Linked DNA regions of Danio rerio: region 2 is linked to region 1. A link is a contact called in public Hi-C data. All regions are on one chromosome and are shown on one strand. Each heading gives the region's core, a stretch centred on a gene start, on an enhancer-like site or on the middle of the called end of the contact. The rest is flanking DNA. Distances are from core to core; before and after follow the strand shown.

Region 1 (4,647 bases), core at 108-2,607:
GAGAAAAGCAGTTGCAAAAAAAAAAAAAAAAAAAAAAAAAGCTTTTCTTACTTTTTATTTTACTTTACTTAGAGTTGTTGGTCTTGTTTCTAGTCCAAATGTCCAAAAAAAATAAATAAATAAATAAAAATTTAAATCAATAAGACTTTTTTAGAAAAAAAAATGTTTTCAGAAATAATCAAATTATGTTTTTTTCTTTAAAGGGCAATGAAACCCCTTTCTTTCAGTTTAAGTCTACCTCAGAAATGTTTCAAAAAAATGTTGCGAGATGGGCGTGGAGTGCTGCAAGCTGAGGGAGGAGTGGGCGTGGCTGACAGTGCAGGGGAAAAATACTGGAGCGAACAGCTGTTGTCAGTTGGCTCACAAATTGAGACACAAAACGTGAGGAGACCCATGATTTTATAGTTTACAAAGCTAAAATGCAAGTAAACATACAGTAAGTAATTTAATGCCCTGCTACGTTTGTTATTCAAAATTTCATATACACATAACCACAACTTGTTCTATCATTATGAAGATAATCGTTTATATACACTATAAACACTACAAATGAGGAGGACTTCTCTCCTCCTCAATCCCCGGGTCTGAATGCAGACACAGTTAATAGTAGTGCAGCAGGTACTAGGTGGATAGTCTTGCCCTATCTATTCTAACCATTAACGTTGCTGGTAATCTGGAGGATTTTAAACATAGGCGAACACTGTAGTACGGATATAGGCGATGTGTCTGAATGGTAATAACCTCAACTGATAAAAGACAAAGTTCGTCATTCACCAGTTCTCGTACATCTCTCCTGACAAAATTGCTTCAAACCAACAGCTTTGCTTTGCTTTAAAACAAATCTTTGCAAGATTTGTTTTATATTTGGACTAGAAACAAGACAAAAGCTCTAAGATAACCATTTTTGCAGTAAAAATGATTCATTTTTAAGCTGCAAATGTTTAAAAAATAGTCCTGGAGGGCCTGAGAAATCTATAATTATCTTTTAAAGCCTGGAGGATTGTGTTATGCTAATAAATAGGAATACGTCTCATTCAATAGACAGTTGAAAAGTTCTGATTCTGTCTGTGAAATATCTCTACGGTGGTTTTGTCCTTTATGATTTTGCTATGTGCATGTTTGAAGCCTCTTGCAGTTGTGTGTTGAGTGAATTTGCTGTGATTAATCGTCAGTCTTGTAGTCTGTCCTGACTGTGCTCTCTGTGTATGTGTGTCTGCTGTTTGACTGGAGCGTCTGACCTGATGAGGAGCTCAGACGGGACGTCCAGCAGATCTCCGTCGATGTTCCAGGGGTACGTCCCTTCAGAGGAGATGATGGGTGTGTTTTTAGAATCGCTCTCCTCGTTCTCCTCTGAGACGTCATCAGTCCAGCTGCTCTGAGAGCTCGGCCGAAGTCTGACCGCCTTCACACTGTGAGTTTCAATGAAGGAGAAGCCAAACTGCAGGAGGACAAACAGTGCAGTAAACTGTTAGCAAAAACACTAGCTGTATTTTTATCTGCGTTCTGCAGTTCTGTCTGTCTGTATTCTGCTGATATCCATCCATCCATCGTCTGTATATACTCTGCTTATCTATCTATCTATCTATCTATCTATCTATCTATCTATCTATCTATCTATCTATCTATCTATCTATCTATCTATCTATCTATCTATCTATCTATCTATCTATCTATCTATCTATCTATCTATCTATCTATCTATCTGTCTGTCTGTCTGTCTGTCTGTCTGTCTGTCTGTCTGTCTGTCTGTCTATCTATCTACCTGTCTGTCTGTCAACCTACCTACCTGCCTTTATATCTATCTATCTATCTATCTATCTATCTATCTATCTATCTATCTATCTATCTATCTATCTATCTATCTATCTATCTATCTATCTACCTGTCTGTCTGTCTGTCTGTCTGTCTGTCTGTCTGTCTGTCTGTCTGTCTGTCTGTCTGTCAACCTGTCTGTCTGTCAACCTACCTATCTATCTATCTATCTATCTATCTATCTATCTATCTATCTATCTATCTATCTATCTATCTATCCATCCATCCATCCATCCATCCATCCATCCATCCATCCATCCATCCATCCATCCATCCATCCATCCATCCATCCATCCATCCATCCATCCATCCATCCATCCATCCATCCATCCATCCATGCTTTATCTATCTGTCTGTCATTCTCAGTGTCATAAATCATCTTATTTTTTTCTATAATTTGTTATAATTTATCTAGGCCTGTCATTTATTGTTCTCTTATTTTTTAACCACCATTCCATCATTCTCTCTGTCTATCATCCTCTAATCATCATTCTCTCTATCCGATCTGTGTGTTTTTTGTTCAAATGTATGTCTCTCTCTTTCTCTTTATTTCTATTAATTGTTCTATGGTTTGTTACTGTAAATCTTGTTATTATCTTATGTTTCAGAATGTATTTCCTGTCTGGGCTTTTGTAATGCTTTCCCTGCAGCTGTTTTGCTCTATTCACTAACATCTGCCATGTTTCAGGTTGTAGTTTAATGCAAGACCACAAGGAGGCAGTGATGAACAACTGATCCTCAACTGTCCATCTCAGTCGTGTGATTGTTTGTGTGTTTGAGTTTGACCTGGCATGAACCTGGACACAAAATCAGGCCACAATTCCTTTTATTCTAATAACCAGGTACCTCATCAAATAAAACAAATGGCTCATCGTTCATTATAATACTTCACAGCACAGATATTATGTAAGAATCATTTGCATTATAATTTAAATTATAACTAAATGTAAAGTAAAAGTCATTTTATGTATAGCATAAGCATTTTGATTATGACCAAAATCCTCAAGGTGTTAAGTTTGACCCAGGAAATGTGCATCAGCTGCGTGATTTTTTTCCTCCTGCTCTCTGCATTTATGGCGTGATGAGTACAAATTTATTTGACTATAAATCTCATTGTAACTGGTCTTTAAGAGGTTAAGTATATAAAAGATGTCCTGGCCATCACACTGAAATTGATAATAGTCAATTTTGTACACAAAATGTATCCTATACTAAGATTTTTTAAACGACTTTTAAATAAACAAAATATTATATAAACAAAATTTAGATTACTATGATAATAATTTAGATTTTTTTAATGCTCATACTACAATATTTGCTTAATGTTTTACATTTTATTAAACTTTTTGTTTGTTGTGTTTGTTTTACAGTACCATAGTATATTAAAAATTCTAAAATTATTTTTATATTTCCAATGCTGCATTTTTTTGAACATATAATTCTCAATACTCTTTAAAGACATAATTCACATACTTCTCAAATCCTCATTACTGTAATATATCTTAGAGTAAAAATCTGCAGTTTTTACTGTACATCTACAACACTGAGTTTTGTTCCCTTTTTTGAGTTTAAACCTCATTTTAAGGACTCTGCTAATAATTTTTTCTGATTTTAATAACAAATTGGACTTAACTCAGTATATAGGGACTCATAAACCAGTGCTACTAAACATATACCTGTAAATTTACATATTATTTTTAGGTTCACCTTACAGAAATAAGACTTCTAAAAGCCTTGTTTGCAATGAGAGAGAAACTATTTATATATATATATATATATATATATATATATATATATATATATATATATATATATATATATATATATATATATATACAAATTATATTACAAAATTTCTATTGTTCTAATATATATATTACAAAATGTACTAGTTTGAAACTTTTGTCATCCCAGGCTCATTAGAAATATGTGCCCAAGCATACATTTTTTAGAACCAACAAATATGTACCCTGAACCACACCTGCTTGCAGTTTTTGTTTTCACAAATCCACTAGGGGACACGGTGTACATTTTTGATAATCTCAAATAATTTACTGGGGCACATTTTCTCATGCATGCCATTGGTAATAAACACTTCAGAAGGTGCTGTGTAATTTTGTTTCCATATTAACATTCTTCTCATGCACATAAGTGAGAGAAGCTGGTTGGATAGTCATCGTGCATAATATATCAGCTTGATATAGACCTCCCTAAACCTGACCAAAAGTGTTTCAAAAGCAAACTAGAATGAGATTTCATTCTAGCATCCATGTGCTTCTACTATGACCTCACACTGCTTTTTTGGGTTTAGTTTTTTCTAGTTTCTGGAACCACCCTTCGTCAAACTCCTGGAACAGTGAACCATTCAGAGTGAGCCAGAAAAGCCATCCATATGGAAGTAAGCAGTCTTGCCCTATAGTGTTTGATTTACACTAAAAATGCAGCCATATGTACCTGTGAGCACATATTTCTCGATTCTCAAAAATGTACACAGGGCACATTTTCCCAATGAGCTCAAGATGTCCTCACTGCAGCCTGTAGCATGGTGATGTACTGGATCAGGTCTAATACGTAGTGGACATTGTAACGCCCATACTACTGTGATGTTTGGGGTTGGTGTAAACAGTAATCATTATGAGGGGTGGGGTAGGTGTAGATGTCAATAACGTTCAATGTAAAAGGTAATTTAAGTATTAAATAATGTTTGTTTTACACATAAAATGCAGCCATATGTACCTGCAAGCACATATTTCTCGGTTCCCAAAAATGTACACCAGGGCACATTTTACCAATGAGCTCAAGATTTCCTCACTGCAGCCTGTAGCATGGTGATGT
Region 2 (5,001 bases), core at 180-2,679, 210 kb after region 1:
AATAATAACTAATTACTAATAACTGATTTATTTTATCTTTGCCATGATGACAGTAAATAATATTTTACTAGATATTTTTCAAGACACTTCTATACAGCTTAACATGACATTTAAAGGCTTAACTAGGTTAATTGGGTTAACTAGGCAGGTTAGAATAATAAGGCAAGTTATTGCATAAGGATGGTTTGCCCTGTAGACAGTCGGGAAAAAAAACAGTTTAAAGGGGCTAATAATTGTGTCCTTAAAATAGTGTTTAAAAAATTTAAAACTGCTTTTATTCTACACAAAACAAAACAAATAAGACTTCCTCCAGAAGAAAAAATATTATCAGACATACTGTGAAAATTTCCTTGCTCTATTAAACATCATTTTGGGAAATATTTAAAAAATAAAAAAATAAAAAATCAAACGGGGGCTAATAATTCTGACTTCAACTATTTTAAAAATATATGATTTTGTTTATATTTTTTCTATGTAATATAATTGCTTTTAGTTTTAGTCTGTAAATATATGACATTTTTTCAAATTTTGATTTATTAATTTGGTATATAGAATGAAAAATTGTCATGTTTTTATTTATTTTACACGATTTTATTTATTCATTTCAACACGATAACAATGGTATTTTCTTCAGACTAAACATATTTTATAAAATAATTTTTTAATCACAGCAAATTAAAACATTAGTTATGCTTGCTGACATGTTGTCATTAGTAAAATGTATTTATTATTATTAAAGTTTATTTTGCCAGTTTTCTACATGAGAAAAATATGATTGAAGCATAATTCAGAAACAAATTAAATAAATAATATTATAATATTTAAAATATTTCTTTTAGTTTGTAAACTATCTGTAAACTACGGCGTTCCTTTCAATTTTAACATAACAATCTTGTCATGTTTTCAAATGTTTACCAATGTTCTTTACTTCAGATTAAAAGAAATAATAAATAAAATAACCCTGATTTATAATCACAATCAAATCACGTGCTCCTCTCGAGATTAGTTTGTGAAAATTCACTTAAAATAAGATTTTATTATTATTAAAGTAATTTTAAATTTTAAATAAATAGAAACAACAATAATGCGTATTTAGATCAAGAATCATTTAAAGACAACACTATCTATCTATCTATCTATCTATCTATCTATCTATCTATCTATCTATCTATCTATCTATCTATCTATCTATCTATCTATCTATCTATCTATCTGTCTGTCTGTCTGTCTGTCTGTCTGTCTGTCTGTTGTAACTGTAATAACTGTACTGTATTTTTGGTTTTGATCTATAGTTTTAAAGTCATTGGTTTGGATGAGGTAGGGATGGTGTACTGCTTATCTTCTTCCAGCAGGTTTCAGGCCAGGCGTATTTTTGGGCTTCGTCTCGCCCATCTCGATACTTTTTTCCGGAAGCGGAAGCGTTGCACTTGAAGTTTTGGAATAGTTTTGGCAGATGATTCAGTGCACAGATACTTCTATATCAGCGCGCGATCATCATCATCATCATCACGTCCAGTCGAGACATGGTAAGTTTGGCTTTTCAGCTTTTTTTTTTTTTTGCTTTGTTTTATCTTCTGCTACAGTTACTTTCGCTGTTTGTTTTCTAATCTCGCGATGGGCTGAAGCTGTTTTACGCGGAGATGCTCACTGAAATACTGTTCGTGCTGATTTAAATGCGCAACAGCCTATGGTGTTTTTAAGCACGCGCTCATTTCTCAAGTGTATTTACAGAGTCTAATAGAGTTGTTTAGCATGCGCGCGTGATTGAGAGAGTAAATTAGTATTTATATTTTGTAAAAGGTAAAGTGAAGAGAACTTTTACGCGGTGATGGATGATCCTCTGGACTATGTAACAAAGTTTTGCAACTAATCGGATGACTTTAATATGACAAACTGATGATGTGTCTGATTACTAATGATGATGATGGTTATGATAATTGTGCCATGGCCATGTCACCTGCTGTTTGTGCCTGGAAAGCGATCAAATGTGAAGTTTATAGCCTCATTAAAAAGCCTTAGTGATGTGCTTGAACTTTAGTGATGTTCATTGGAATGATAATAACACTGATAGTATCCCAGTCTTTGAATTCTTGATGCATTACTAATCAAGCGAGCGGAATAAAAGAAAGCATGAAGAGCTTAATTCAGCGCCACCCAAAGCTCTCATCTGAAGTGGAAGAAGTGTTTAAAGGCCTTTGTGTTTTCTTGATCACTTAAGATGACACTTATATCCGAAAAGAAATGTCTGACTGGAGATTTTGCTGTAGTTTAATTGTGTTCTCAACCTGAACACTTGTCGTCGGAGCACCTAGCGTCTGTCATATGGGCAAAGCCAAATCAGTTGTAGTAAAATGGTAAAAATAACTATATAGTCTTACAAGATGTCTATAAAAGGGCTTGATGCAAATTATGTGCAAACAAACATGCACAAAACTACTATAATGACATCTACTACGTCGGAGAGTTTGTGTAAATCTTATGCAAGTGTGCTGATGGCTATACAACTATATGGACTTTTAAGGTAAGCAGCTAGCCTAGCAAGCAGCCAGTTCTATTCTGAGAGGATAAATAACAAAGCTTTATTATTATTTTATTAAATTTATTTCTACATATCTAATGCACATCAGTTATGGTTATCTCTGTCAGTTCCTATTAAGTGTAGCTGCTTCATATTTGATACAGAGTAGAGTACATTACAGTACATAGCCTGATTGTTGTTTAACCATATATGAGCAGTTCCATGCAAATGTCAACCTTGCCATGAAAAAAAAAGTTTTCGCCAAAATACCGAAATTGTTTCTACGTTTTGTGTGTGTGTGTGTGTGTGTGTGTGTGTGTGTGTGTGTGTGTGTGTGTGTGTGTGTGTGTGTAAGCAAGTATTTTACATGCTCAAAAGTATCTCTGTCAATGTTTTTAAACAATTTTTTTGATTTATCAGTCACACAAGTGGCAAATTTACATCGGTCATATCTATAACGGAGAGATGTCTCATCCTTAATGAAATTATTTTCTCATAAATGCAAAAATATGAAATCAAATAAATTATTTTTTGTTCTATAGAGAGCCAACACTCATCCTGTTGATATGCATTATTTATTTATTTATTTATTTTTGAGGTTGTGCTGTTTAATTCACAGAATTTCTACAAAGTATGCAGACTTGAAGACTTTTTTGTTCACGTTCACAACGCATGTATATTTCCCTCATTTAAAGTACAAAACATGTTTACAGATTGATAATTTTCTGATCCCATAACTCTGTTCAGTTGTTCTGGAAAATATAAACATATATGTCAATATAATGTTAACGTATACTTTCTATGTGCATTTTTGTTTGAGTTTTAACTGCAGATATCACATCCATTATGCTGGAATTGCTCATAAACCTATTTCTTTCTGTTTTAACCAAACTGTAATGTTTCAGGCGTTTGATCTCGCATTTATGTATGATATGTTGTATAACTCTGAGTTATGTAACTGAAGTGAAAGCACAGACGCTCTTTATCATGAGTTAATATGGATTAGTTTAATTGTTATAAACTAATTGTTGGATTAACCATGGATCTGTATGGTTTCTTTTAAAGTAATAGTTTAATGTGGCATGGATGGATTTAAATCATTTAAACTACCAGTAAAGACATTTGTCATGTTAAACATTTAAAATTATGATAAAAAAATATTTCTATACATCTAAAATATTTATTAGCATAATTTGATGACTGTAAGTGATCTCTGAATGATCATGTGACACTGAAGACTGAAATCATAATGAAAATTCAGATTTAAATAATGGGAATTGTAGTTTAAAATACATATCTACATAATATGAAGAGTTGAGATGCAAAAACCTCTAAATGCCATTTAATATTTACTTTTAAAATTAGCATTTTTCTCAGACTCCTGTGTGTATGTAGTTTTACTTTTATGATGATGAAAATGTTTTTTTCATCGCCTTAACAGTGAAACAACTGAACATAAACAAATAGGCTGAAAAAAAATGCTTATTTTAGGATAAAATTTTAGACTGCATTTAGAGTTTTTTTGCATCTGAACTCTTCATATAGATAATATTGGATATTTATTTGAAATTGTAATAATATTTCATAATATTCCATTTGAAAATAGAAATAAAATGCAGTTAAAAAAAATGCAACACAAAATTTATCAAACTCGGAAGCCCTACAAATGTTCTCAGCATCAGTAATAATGAGAAATGTTTCTGAAGCAGCAAATCAGTAAATTAGAATAATGCTAAAAAATCAGCTTTGAGTCACAGGATTAAATAATATTTTAAATTATATAAAAAATAGCTTTTTAAAATTGTATTAATGTTTAATAATATTCACATTTTTTCAAGTTTACTGTATTTTTCACAAAATAAATGTAGTTTAAAATGCATAAGTAGATAATATAGAAAATAATTGATATTTATCTTAAATTGTAATAATATTTCATAATATTCCTTTTGAAATTATAATCTAGTAAATAAATCGCAACATAAACTTTCTGTTCATCAAGTTTGTAAATCCCACAAATGTTTTCAGCAATAATAATAATAATAATAATAATAATAATTTTTATTAAGCAGCAAATCGGTATGTTAGAAAAATGCTGAAAAATCAGCTTTGAGTCGAGGTAATTTTAAATGATTTAAAAATGTATTTAAAAATAGCTTTTTAATATTGTATTTATGTTTAATACTATTCAAATGTTTACTTTTTTGATTTAATAAATGTAGTTTAAAATACATATGTAAATAATATAGAAAATAATAGATATTTATTTTAAGTATTAATATTTTATAATCCATTTGAAAATGTACTTGAATAAATGAAACTATAGTAAATAAATATTAACAAACTTTTGCTGTTTGTAGGCCACACATGTTTTCAGTGTGAAATAAGAAATGTTCTTATAAAGAATTCAATAAAATGAATCGTCAGTTACAAACAGTACAATCAAGACTAAGCAGTAATATTTTACATTTGAATATTTAATTACT

What was found. A called contact is a pair of places that touch in the nucleus more often than the background predicts.
Region 2: a contact with region 1 is called in a Hi-C map of embryo, with 3 times the contacts expected there. The contact joins the promoter of itprid2 here to the enhancer-like site in region 1. A contact is called at or near these places in 7 of 18 Hi-C or Micro-C datasets (caudal fin, embryo, hematopoietic stem cells and 2 more) and 2 of 4 datasets of contacts at active chromatin or transcription factors (caudal fin and embryo).

The regions. Positions count from the first base shown.
Region 1 is chr9:45,836,849-45,841,495 of GRCz12tu, forward strand. cerkl (CERK like autophagy regulator) reads right to left here. Exons shown (of 13, transcript NM_001089474.1): 12 at 1,239-1,438. Among named protein-coding and RNA genes, the nearest start is that of itga4, 120 kb to the left of the region's middle. Within about 2 kb of position 1,358, at least 4 of the 62 cell types and tissues checked have an H3K27ac peak or open chromatin away from gene starts, as enhancers often do.
Region 2 is chr9:46,044,384-46,049,384 of GRCz12tu, forward strand. itprid2 (ITPR interacting domain containing 2) reads left to right here and starts at 1,430. Exons shown (of 19, transcript XM_073913157.1): 1 at 1,430-1,526.